Linked DNA regions of Mus musculus: all the other regions are linked to region 3. Evidence: chromatin contacts called from public HiChIP or PLAC-seq data. All regions are on one chromosome and are shown on one strand. Each heading gives the region's core, a stretch centred on a gene start, on an enhancer-like site or on the middle of the called end of the contact. The rest is flanking DNA. Distances are from core to core; before and after follow the strand shown.

Region 1 (3,417 bases), core at 874-3,373, 260 kb after region 3:
TAGAAAAGACTCATTGTTTGACTTCTCTGCTTCAGGCCTGAGGCTGCTACTCCTGCACTCACTTCTGTTTTCTTTCAGAAAAGAGCAACATTTGGAAGCAGGGACCCTGTCGACAGATGTACTCTGTCACTAAGGACCAGAAGATGCCTAGTCTCTTGGAAACTTTGTTTTGGGAAATCCACTGAAGCCTACGAAAGAAGTGTATGGAGACTGTGCAGTGGCATTTGTCAGAGGCCTGACCAGATTACTACCAAGTGTGTTGGGGTGATAGTGGGAGCTGGAGGGATAGCTCAATGGTTCAGAGCACTTACTGCTTTTTAAGAGGACCCAGGTTCAATCCCCAGGACCCAGCTCACATCTGTCTGTAACTGCAGTTTGAGGTGACCTAACTTCCTCAGACACCAGGCATGGATGTGGTCCATATACATGCATGCAGGCAAAGCACTTATAGATACACACATATAAAGTAAAAGTAAATAATAATTTAAAAATAATAAAAGTTCTCTAGGTCAGCATGATAGCTCAGCAGGTAAAGGTGCTTGCTGTGAAACCTGATGACTTGAACTCAACCCCAAGTCTCTCACATGGTAGAAGCAGAAAACTGACTCTCAGGTTGTCTTTTGATTCCACATACCGGCCCCAGCACAGAGGTAATCACACATACAGACACCACATGCAGCCATAGCACAGAGGCACTCAGACACAAAAACAAACACACAGAGATGTTTGATGCTAAACTCATGGCTTAAGTCATTCAGGGCCATGAAAGCAAAGCTCTCCTCAGGGCTGGAGAGCTGGCTCACAGGTTAAGAGCATCTGCTGCTGGTCTTCCAGAGGATCCGGGTTTAATTTCCAGCATCCATATGGTGGCTCACGACCACCTGTAACTCCAGTTCCAAGGGATCTGGTGCCCTCTTCTGGCCCTTCTGGCCTCTATGGACATCAGGTATGCATGCAGTACACAGACAGACATACAAACAAAACAACACCCACATACATAAATTAAACATAATATATATTTTTAAACGCCTCCTGGGACTGTCTAGTTTCCTAACCGCCACCCTCCCTCCCGAAACCCCCCACTCTGCTCCACCCCTCACCCCTCACACCTACTGTTCCTATGACAACAATATCAAAGCCCATGCACTCCCAGCAAGCCCTCAACCACTGAGTGTGATTCCAAACTCAGGACTACGTCATTCGGGTTCTTCTAGTAGTTGTGCCTTGGAGTTATTTTATTCATAAAATTGTAATATAACTTTGATAAGAATGATATCACCAACAAAAAAATTAATTTAGAAAACACAATTCTTTGTGATAGTCACCATCCCACAGAGAAATATAATATACCTTGGTGTTGTTTCAGATCAACCTTTATAAAGCTCTGAAAATTGAGAATTTTCTTCCTAGGAGTCTGGTTTATTTATTGATATAACTACTCATACAGATTGATATTACTTTGTTTTATTGGTTTGATTTATTCTTTTTTCCCCTTAAGTTGATTTACTCTCTCTCTCTCTCTCTCTCTCTCTCTCTCTCTCTCTCTCTCTCTCTCTCTCTCTTTCTCTCTCTCTCTCTCCCCCTCCCTCTCTCTCCCTGGATTGGCAGCATTCACCGTTACCAATGAAACATCTCTCTAGCCCTGGTTTGGTTTATTTTTTCGTTGTTGTTTTTTGGTTTTTATTTTTATATAAATGATATTTTCCAGTATAGTGCATGGCTGTTGACCATACATGAAACCATCAATATTTATAACTATCATGTATCTCTGATGAGCTCTTAGGAACCTAATAGGTTTGGTTTTTTTTTTTTAATTAATTCTCTTGGAGTGGTAGCATGTGAAGTCAAGTTGTCTCCCAGGCTCCATGCTTCATCATCTGCAGTGAGAAAGCACCCAATTATTGTCTTATTGATTAGTGCTCTGCATAGCACTGGAGTGTTCTGAAGATAATTAAGACTCACACTTACTTTAAATAGCCAAAGAACTGTCATGTGATTCCCCCATCTGAACTGTGTGGGTGATGGAATGCATATGCAGCCCCCAGCAATGCAGCTTCCTGCATAGACATAGACACAGCCGCATAGCAAGGCCTTCAAGGGCACTTCCTTCACACAAATGGCCAGGGCAGCTGGAGATCATTTTCATGCAAATCTTCAAGAGCTTTGGTATTCCTAGTCCACTTTGTGCAGGCATTAGAAGAATGAAAATGAAGGTTGAACCGACCTTCATGAGTTCTTCCTTCTGACTGACATCCATTTGCATGTGCTTGTCTAGAACCAATTCATTACTTGCCCTAGTCAAACATAATTAGAACAGACTAACTGGAAAGGATGCCCACTGTCTCCAAGGACCAAGCACATCTACCTTAAACACCCAGTGCTGTAGAGAAAAGAGCTCTTTTCCCCTGAGGTTAGTCTGACACAGTGGTGATGGGCTTGGGCCGCTCCAGATGGGAAAACTGAGATGTTTCATTTAATATTGATGTGCTTTTAGACAATATCCTCCTATTGTTAACATTGGGTCCATGTTACACACTAGAAAGCTTTATGGCTCTGTCATATGAATGTGTGCTGTTTAAGGGAATAGCTTAAATACTTGGCTTTATGGTGGTCTCAAGGATAACTTTGCAGCCCTAAGGGCTGAGCCTCTTCCTCAAGATTCAACATGGTCTCTAGAGCCTTAGGATTCAAATCTCCGTTTCTGGGATCTTAGAGGGGGTTGCGGTGGAGATAAGAGTGAGAGTTGGTGTAATTAAAAGTGAAGTAGAGCAGGAATATTATTTAGGTCAAGTTCTCTGAAACTGCCACCCAATCCTTCCAGCTACATCCATTGACCAAAGCCCAGCCCCACCACACTGTAATGGCTTGAACCTGAAATGTCCACTATAGACTCATGGTTTTGACACTTAATTCTTGGCTGGTGGTGGTATTTGAGATGGTCAAGAAACTTTGATTTTCCGTATCTAGTCAGAGGAGGTTAGTCAGTGAAGGTGGGTTCCTGGGAGTGGCCACTTCTCACACTGCTTCCCAGCCATCCAAGATGTATACTAAACTGCCCTATCGTGGCTTCCCCACCAAGATGAACTGAATCCTCCAAAGTTTGAGACAATCAATCTTCCTGTAAGTTGCTACTATTGGGCATTCCATCACAGAAGTGCAAGCAACTCGAGTGTCTTAAGTGCAGAGGACATTGGGAAGAGGAATCCTAGTTAACTGAAAAGCAGATTTCTAATTGAGAAAATCTAAGTCATGGATATGGGTTTACTTTTAAAATGAGCATAATGATAGTGACAATTTCAAAGCTTTTGTAATGGTTAATTGACATTACTAATATCTTACATAGTAGTTGTTTTCATTTCATTTCCAGATAGCATTGCTAAAGTACTCTAACAAAACCAACTTTGAGAAAGAAAGTCT
Region 2 (3,165 bases), core at 81-2,580, 470 kb after region 3:
TTTAGAAACCCTGATGGATGATGGGCATGTGTCCACAGCAAAGGATCCTAGAAAATTGCAGTTTACTGCTCAAGAAAAAAAATATTTCTCTGTACAAATATTTTAGAAAAACAGGTTAAATTTCTGTAAGAATTAAAAATACAGCTTTAATACAGTCTGCACCTGAGGAACCCTAGAGCACAGGTTCTCAGGAAGTCCTAGCATTTGGCAGATGGCCATGCGCAGGCTCCCAACCGTCGGGTCATTTGCAGCGGAGCTGGATGCTCCCGTCTGCCGCTCAACGGCTGGCTGCGGCCTCTGCCCTGCCACCAGCAGGCTCCTCGCCCTCGCTCTCCTTGTCCCAGTCCTTCATGCTGGCTCCCATCATGAAATCATCTCGCAGAATCTTCCACCCTGGGCTCTCTTCTGATTTCACTTCAGTCTAAGAAAAATCACAGAACCAAAACATTCACAAATCAATTTAACCATAAAGAAAATTTAAAAATTATATACTTCAAAACAAACTTTTCAATATGTACTTTGAAATGAGATAAAACCAAAATAATATAAAATTGATTTTATATTCTGTGCTCATGTATATACAAATACAGAGTAAAGAAAAAATTTCAATTCTACCAATGAAACATAAAAGCAAAATAATTTAGAGTTGGGGAAAATACAGATTTGGCATCACTTTTAAAAATATTTGGACAACATTAATTAACCTTTGGTGGTACCTTATTAGAAAATCCTTGGCAGTGACTTTAATGGAGCCTAAAGTTTAACCCCAAGCGCACTGAAGCGAGAAGCTAACTGGCACTGTGCAGCTGCTTGAGACAGTGCCTCTTCCAGAGTCTGTAGCAGCGCGGACATACAAGGTCTCACTGCCTGACACAGTCACGGAGTCGGGAACTAATAAAGCCCAGGAGTTAGAAGTAACTGAAGCAAGCAACAAACTCAGGAGACAAGTCATTCCACGCAGCCACGGGGTAAGACCTGGAGCTAAGGACACACGCCTTCCTTTGTGGAACAACAGCACCACCGTGTGGCAGTCGTGTGTACTGCAACACTGACGTGACCAAAACCAAGTCCTGTTCTCACAACCACAGGTAGTCTGCAAATCTATCCCATCTGGGGGCTGTGTCTATGTAGCAAGCATTTTTTAAAAAGACACCAAAATGTCCGCAAGGTTTCACAAGCTAATTACATAACTGTGCTACAGCTTGTTTATTTTTTAGGAACCTATTTATGTATTAAGAGGAAAAATGGACCGCTTCTGCCTTTGTGGGATAAAAAACTAAATCACAGCTTGCACCCAGAACAGCCGGGAGCCAGGGAGGCAGACAACTGCATAGACTGGGAGCTGACTTAGTAGTTCACGTATCGACACCGGCTGCAGTGGAACCAGCACTGGGGACTAGAAACACTCGTGTGGTGTGAGACCACGACAGTGGAATGCTTGTCAGGTGAGTGGCCGGGCCCTGTTCCCCACTGACTGCTGGACTCTCTGGAGCGGAAGCTCCACAGCTATTCCAGGTTTTCTGACTCAACCCCATGCTCTTGCTGGCACTCAGGACCAACAATTACAGCAGGCTGGCCAACTTAACTGCTCAAAGCTTTTGATTAAAGTAGTAATTTGAAATAGGGTCTCATACTGCAAACCATGTTAGACTACGACTCATTACTGTATGTTGCCCAAGCTGGACTTCAACGCGCAGCAATTCTGCCTTAGCCTCCTGAGTGCTGGGATTATAAAAATGAGCCATCATGACCTGGTTTCAATTCAGTTTTTTTTGGTTTGGGTTTTAAATTTATCAACAATACAATTTAGAATTATAAAAGGCAGTGAAACAAGATTGCTCAGTCTTTGAGAATCAGGAACAATAAATAGATTGGTACTCCAGATAGTCTGAGGGCTTTCGAAATTATGACAGTTTAAGCATACTTCATAGTCTGTAATTTGAATAGCTAAAATTCTTGTTTAAATAAAATACAGCAGGTTTGGCCTAATGGACTAGGCAAGGAACTCTCAGCCTGGAATTCAGGTTCACTTTGGTTTTAAAGCACCCATTAGACATCAAGGATGGCCAACCTGGAGTGAAGCTGAGGAGAAGGGAGGCAGGTGAGAAGGTAAAACTGAGACAATCACACAGGAAAACAGACAGACAATAGAAGACAGTGTGAAGTAGAACCCGTTCAGGAGGCTCCTTAACTGCAGTGCAGAAGAGACAGCCAAGGGAGAAGAAAGTCTCCAGGCTCAGCGTGAAGGAAAGTTCCAGAACAACCTCATGCCAGGCCTATGGAATGCAGTACAGCAGTGACTTCACAGGGCACAAGCAGGCAGAAGATCCCATCACCAAGCCACAACCTTCCTGCCAGCACTGACACAACCAGTAAGAGTGAATGGAGACACGGTACAAGAACCAGGACACTCGGGTGCTAGCTAATATGGGAGCAACCTCGGATGGCACAGCAATGCATTTAAATAGCAGAATGGTCACAGGGACACCCTGAGGGGCGATGGATCCCCGCAGAGAATGGAGGCTTCTATAAAGAATACCTCAGTAGGAATATAGGAAAGTGTGGAGACCCTGGCTTATACGCTGCTCAGTGGCAAAGAGCACCAAACCCTAGCTTTGTACTAAAATAAGTGAGTCTGGGGTGAAATGTGACTTCCAAGACTACATGAGTGCAAAGAGACCTTACAAGGCAGGACAGCAAAACAAGAGACAAACAAAACCAGATGGCTACACTGTCATTTACAGTCCCAGATTCCCTCTAAGTTTCTCAAGAGCATCTGTCAAGGAGCCCTGCTGGTCCTATTACTTACATTTTATCATGATGACCCTGCCTGCCTGTTGTGGCTGTCTTTGCTGTATTACTGAGTCGGTGTGTGCTGGCTAGACCCTCTGCAGCACCACATTTCTGACTCTCTGAGTGCCTGCCAGGTGGGAATATCACTCCATATGACGAAAGGGAACGAGGGCTCAGGACATGAAGCCTTTGTTCAAGCATTCATGAGCAAGTCAGCCCTGAAGCACAGGCCAAAATCCACATCTCTTACACACGCTGCTCTACTACCTGTTACCTCCCATCAACAACCCAGCAGAACTAACGCTAAAATACACAGAAAATGGTGTACAATTGTCTCCTGTATTCCATGCCGGCTTCAAACTTAACTGTGAA
Region 3 (3,487 bases), core at 595-3,094:
CCTGTGGCCACGGGTTCCCTGCTTCTGGAATCTTGAAGGGTTGCTTAATAAACCCTCTTCTCTAAGTTCCCCTGTGTCAGGTATTTTATTGTAGCAGAGTAACTAATAAACTACTTAGTAGCTGGGATGGACACCTATCAGCCCCATTAGAAGGGAATGCCATCAGAGTGTCACCAGAATAGTTATTTCCCAGCTTCAATCACTGCTGGAATTGGCTGCTGAACTTAGAAACAATGCCCACCCCTTGTGGTTCAGATTAAACTGTTTGGGGCTAAAGCCTAGCCATTTGGGTTATTAAAACTCACTGAATGATTTCAATGCAGAGACATGTTTGAAAGCCACTGGACTAGAGGAACCGAGAGCTCATCTTGGCAGATTTTCTACTTGATTTAGAAAAACCAGCTAAAGGAATAAAGCTGACTTAACTTGTTTATTTAAAACCCCGGGTGCCAGATGTACTTATGAATTATATTCTAATTGTGCTAAAATTATAAAAAGCAATATAATGCATAGATAGTACAGAATATAAAACTTGCGGTACGTTCTGGGCTGCACCTATATCAAATAGTATTTCTGTACAGAAGCATGTTGGTCTCTACATTATAGGGAAGTTGATGTCAGTTCTAGCTAGCTTCTGATAGTCAACATGGATTGATACTAAACTTTATCCAAGAAAATTTGAGATTTCAGATTTTTACAGATCACTGAGTTGAAGACTACTGGATTATAAATGTGATTAGAAAACTCGCTGTTATAGAATCCAGGTTTTATGTATCTGCATTGTGCTCCTGGCCCTACTGTCCTAGACAGAAGAAAAATTGAAGAAGAATGTTGCTGTGGAGTCAGAAAGGTTAGCACCAGGCATCCAGCTCAGTTAAGCAGAACTGACCCCCGAAGCCTCTTCTCTTTTTGTAGAACTGTCTTAGTTATTCACAAACTCCCAGTCTAATAAGGAATACAGTTAAGATGTTGTCTTAGGCCTATTCTCTCAAGAGGAACCAGCACTGGTTTGAGTATTGTCTCCCAAATTCCTGGTTTTTCCTCAGTCTTAGTTCATGAACATAGATGGACATAGAGTTTTTAACCCTTTGGGGTTCTCATAAGAACTGGAGAAAATACACAAGGACAGACACACACAAGGAGAAGGACATGTGGAGTCACTTGATGACAGAGGCAGGGGTTGGAGCTGTACTGCTGCTAGCCAAGGAAGAAGGAAGAGTGTTAATAGCATAGTGACAGCTGTAGGGAAAGCAAAGGTCTGGAAGAGAGGCCAGGTGACTTCAGAGTGAGCACGGTTCTACACTCAGCCTCTGATTTATGTTCTCTAGAACTTCAATAGAGGAACTGTCTATCAGAAGCCTCCAGCGGCTTGTGTGTTAGCCTCCCTGCAAAGTGTCTCTTGAACCTGAGCGGCAGCAGTCTTGAGAGTAGAGGTACCCCGTGTTTTGTTTGACAAGAACCTTCTCCATTGCAATGCTTCCTCTATAGTGTGGGTGAATCCCACGCCATTTCTCAGGTGACTTTCGTTAAGCCATAACTAATGATACTGGCTGCTGACTCTTGGTTGTTTTAGTAAAGTCACTCTCTGGTTCCTGGTTTTGGAGCTTATCATGGGATGTGTGCTTTACTTGAAGTAAATAATAAATAACCATAGTCAGGAGAAACGATTTCCTGGCTCATCGACTGCAAAGGAGCTATGTTGCCTGAGAAAAGATGTGATCTCAAAGAACCAGGGTGTTTCTGATTTAACTGATGAAATCATTAACTCTGAGTTTCAGGAGGTGTGGTGCACAGCTCCCCACAGGAGGCAGGGGAGAGGGAATTCCAGGAATGTTTGCAAGGTGGAGAACTTCACTTTTGTGCAAACAAAATTATCAGGGTATTTCCAAGGGCAGCTACCCCATCTTGGTCCAGACTGGGGGAAGAAAAATCAGAAGCTAATGGAGAAACAAGATAAAGTTAGAGTAGTGATAGAGAAGGGAGATACAAAATAAAAGTATTACACAGTTGACGAATATGGGAAATTAAAGGTAATTTAGAGTAAACAGCCAAGGACTTTTCTTTTGAAACCTTAAGACTGTAAGATTTTCATTTTCTTTTTTCATCCTTCCTTCCTCTCTCTCTCTCTCTCTCTCTCTCTCTCTCATCTTATTCAGTATGGAAGGATAGCATGCAGGAGAATTAAAATCTATGACTTGGTTTAGGGAAGAAGGATGGAGAGGAAATGAAAGGAGAGGAAAGAGGAACAGAAGGGATGTAGTTTGGAGGGAAGGGGAGGAGAGGGAGGAAGAGGAGGAATAGGAAGGGGAGGAGGAGAAAGGAGAGAGAAGGAAGGAGACAGGGAGGAAGGAGAAAGAAGGGAGGGCAGGGGAAGGAAGAAGAGAAGGGGAAGGGGGAAGGGGGGAGGGGAGGGGAGGATGAAGAGGGGTAGGAAGAGAGAAAGGGGAGAGGAGGGAACAGAGAGATGTCTTTTATAATATGTCAGAGGAGGGAGACATAAACGAAACAACATTTTTATTTTCAACTACGCTTTCAGGGGAAAGCAAGCAAGAAACATTTCTGCAGGGCCATAGGGCCTGTATCAGCAGGAAACAGAGGTGGTTTGGCAACTGGAAGAATAGAAAGCTAATTATGCATTTAAAGTGCAATAATCTCTGTTTTCATCTTTCAATTAGAGAGAATAGACCTAAATAATATATTTATCACAGAGAGGTAGTATATGGCTGCAGGCAGCTCTAGGAGGTTTGTCCAAATGTAAATTAGATGCCTCTCTTTAGTGGTCACAGCCCTAGGGACACAGGCTCAGATTAACTAGTTCCTGTAGACATACCACAAAGAAGAGACAAGTTGTCCTTGCCTGGTGTATGTGTATGTGTGTGTGTGTGTGTGTGTGTGTGTGTGTGCGCGCTCGCGCTCATGTGTGGTCCCACATCAGGGTGCACAGAAGCTGTTGGAAGGAGACTGTGGGATTAGCACGATAGCCCTAACTGTCCCCACAGTTGGACGTTTTGTGACACAGATGGTGGAGCTCCTGTTTTCCTGAGTCACATTACCTGCTGGGAGCATAAGGACCCAGCAGGCCAAAGCTTTGTACAAAGCAGCAGTGCTCCTCAACCAGCTGCTTTAACTGAGCAATCGTCTGAATCCTGCGTCTCCTATAAAGGTGGAAAGGGTGGCTAACTATTTAACTTCTACTTGGTAAATGAAAACTACTAGCTCACACATGCATGCCTCGTGTGTGTGTGTGTGTGTGTGTGTGTGTGTGTGTGTGTGTCTGTGTGTGTCTGTGTGTGTCTGTGTGTGTGTGTCTTGTCTGTCTGTATCTGTGTGTCTGTGTGATGGTTAATTTTATGTGCTGCTTTGCTTGGTTAAGGAGCCTTGCTATTGATCAAATACGTGACCAGATATTACTTTGGAGGTAGATTTTGGGTGTAATAAACATTTAAATCAATAGGCTTTGGATAATGCCAGTTACACAACACAGCAA

What was found. HiChIP or PLAC-seq counts read pairs in DNA pulled down with a chosen protein or histone mark.
Region 1: a contact with region 3 is called in an H3K27ac HiChIP or PLAC-seq map of embryonic stem cells, with 2.7 times the contacts expected there. The contact joins two enhancer-like sites. A contact is called at or near these places in 4 of 484 Hi-C or Micro-C datasets (the HL-1 cell line, embryonic stem cells and liver) and 1 of 115 datasets of contacts at active chromatin or transcription factors (embryonic stem cells).
Region 2: a FOXA1 HiChIP or PLAC-seq map of pancreatic cancer cells shows a contact between it and region 3. The contact joins two enhancer-like sites. A contact is called at or near these places in 10 of 39 promoter capture datasets (the 3T3-L1 cell line, 3T3-L1-derived adipocytes, the C10 cell line and 6 more), 29 of 484 Hi-C or Micro-C datasets (the C2C12 cell line, the HL-1 cell line, MC3T3-E1-derived osteoblasts and 15 more) and 5 of 115 datasets of contacts at active chromatin or transcription factors (embryonic stem cells, fibro-adipogenic progenitors, kidney and 1 more).

Annotation. Positions count from the first base shown.
Region 1 is chr1:186,508,593-186,512,009 of GRCm38.p6, forward strand. A730004F24Rik (RIKEN cDNA A730004F24 gene) reads right to left here. Exons shown (of 2, transcript NR_131158.1): 2 at 3,246-3,417. Among named protein-coding and RNA genes, the nearest start is that of Gm35426, 24 kb to the left of the region's middle. Within about 2 kb of position 2,124, at least 6 of the 459 cell types and tissues checked have an H3K27ac peak or open chromatin away from gene starts, as enhancers often do. A contact at or near this core is called in embryonic stem cells, where this site is marked.
Region 2 is chr1:186,721,126-186,724,290 of GRCm38.p6, forward strand. Rrp15 (ribosomal RNA processing 15 homolog (S. cerevisiae)) reads right to left here. Exons shown (of 5, transcript NM_026041.2): 5 at 1-421. The coding sequence ends at 278. Among named protein-coding and RNA genes, the nearest start is that of Tgfb2, 17 kb to the left of the region's middle. Within about 2 kb of position 1,331, at least 33 of the 459 cell types and tissues checked have an H3K27ac peak or open chromatin away from gene starts, as enhancers often do. A contact at or near this core is called in pancreatic cancer cells, where this site is marked.
Region 3 is chr1:186,252,872-186,256,358 of GRCm38.p6, forward strand. No RefSeq gene overlaps it. Among named protein-coding and RNA genes, the nearest start is that of Gm35201, 120 kb to the left of the region's middle. Within about 2 kb of position 1,845, at least 29 of the 459 cell types and tissues checked have an H3K27ac peak or open chromatin away from gene starts, as enhancers often do. A contact at or near this core is called in embryonic stem cells and pancreatic cancer cells, where this site is marked.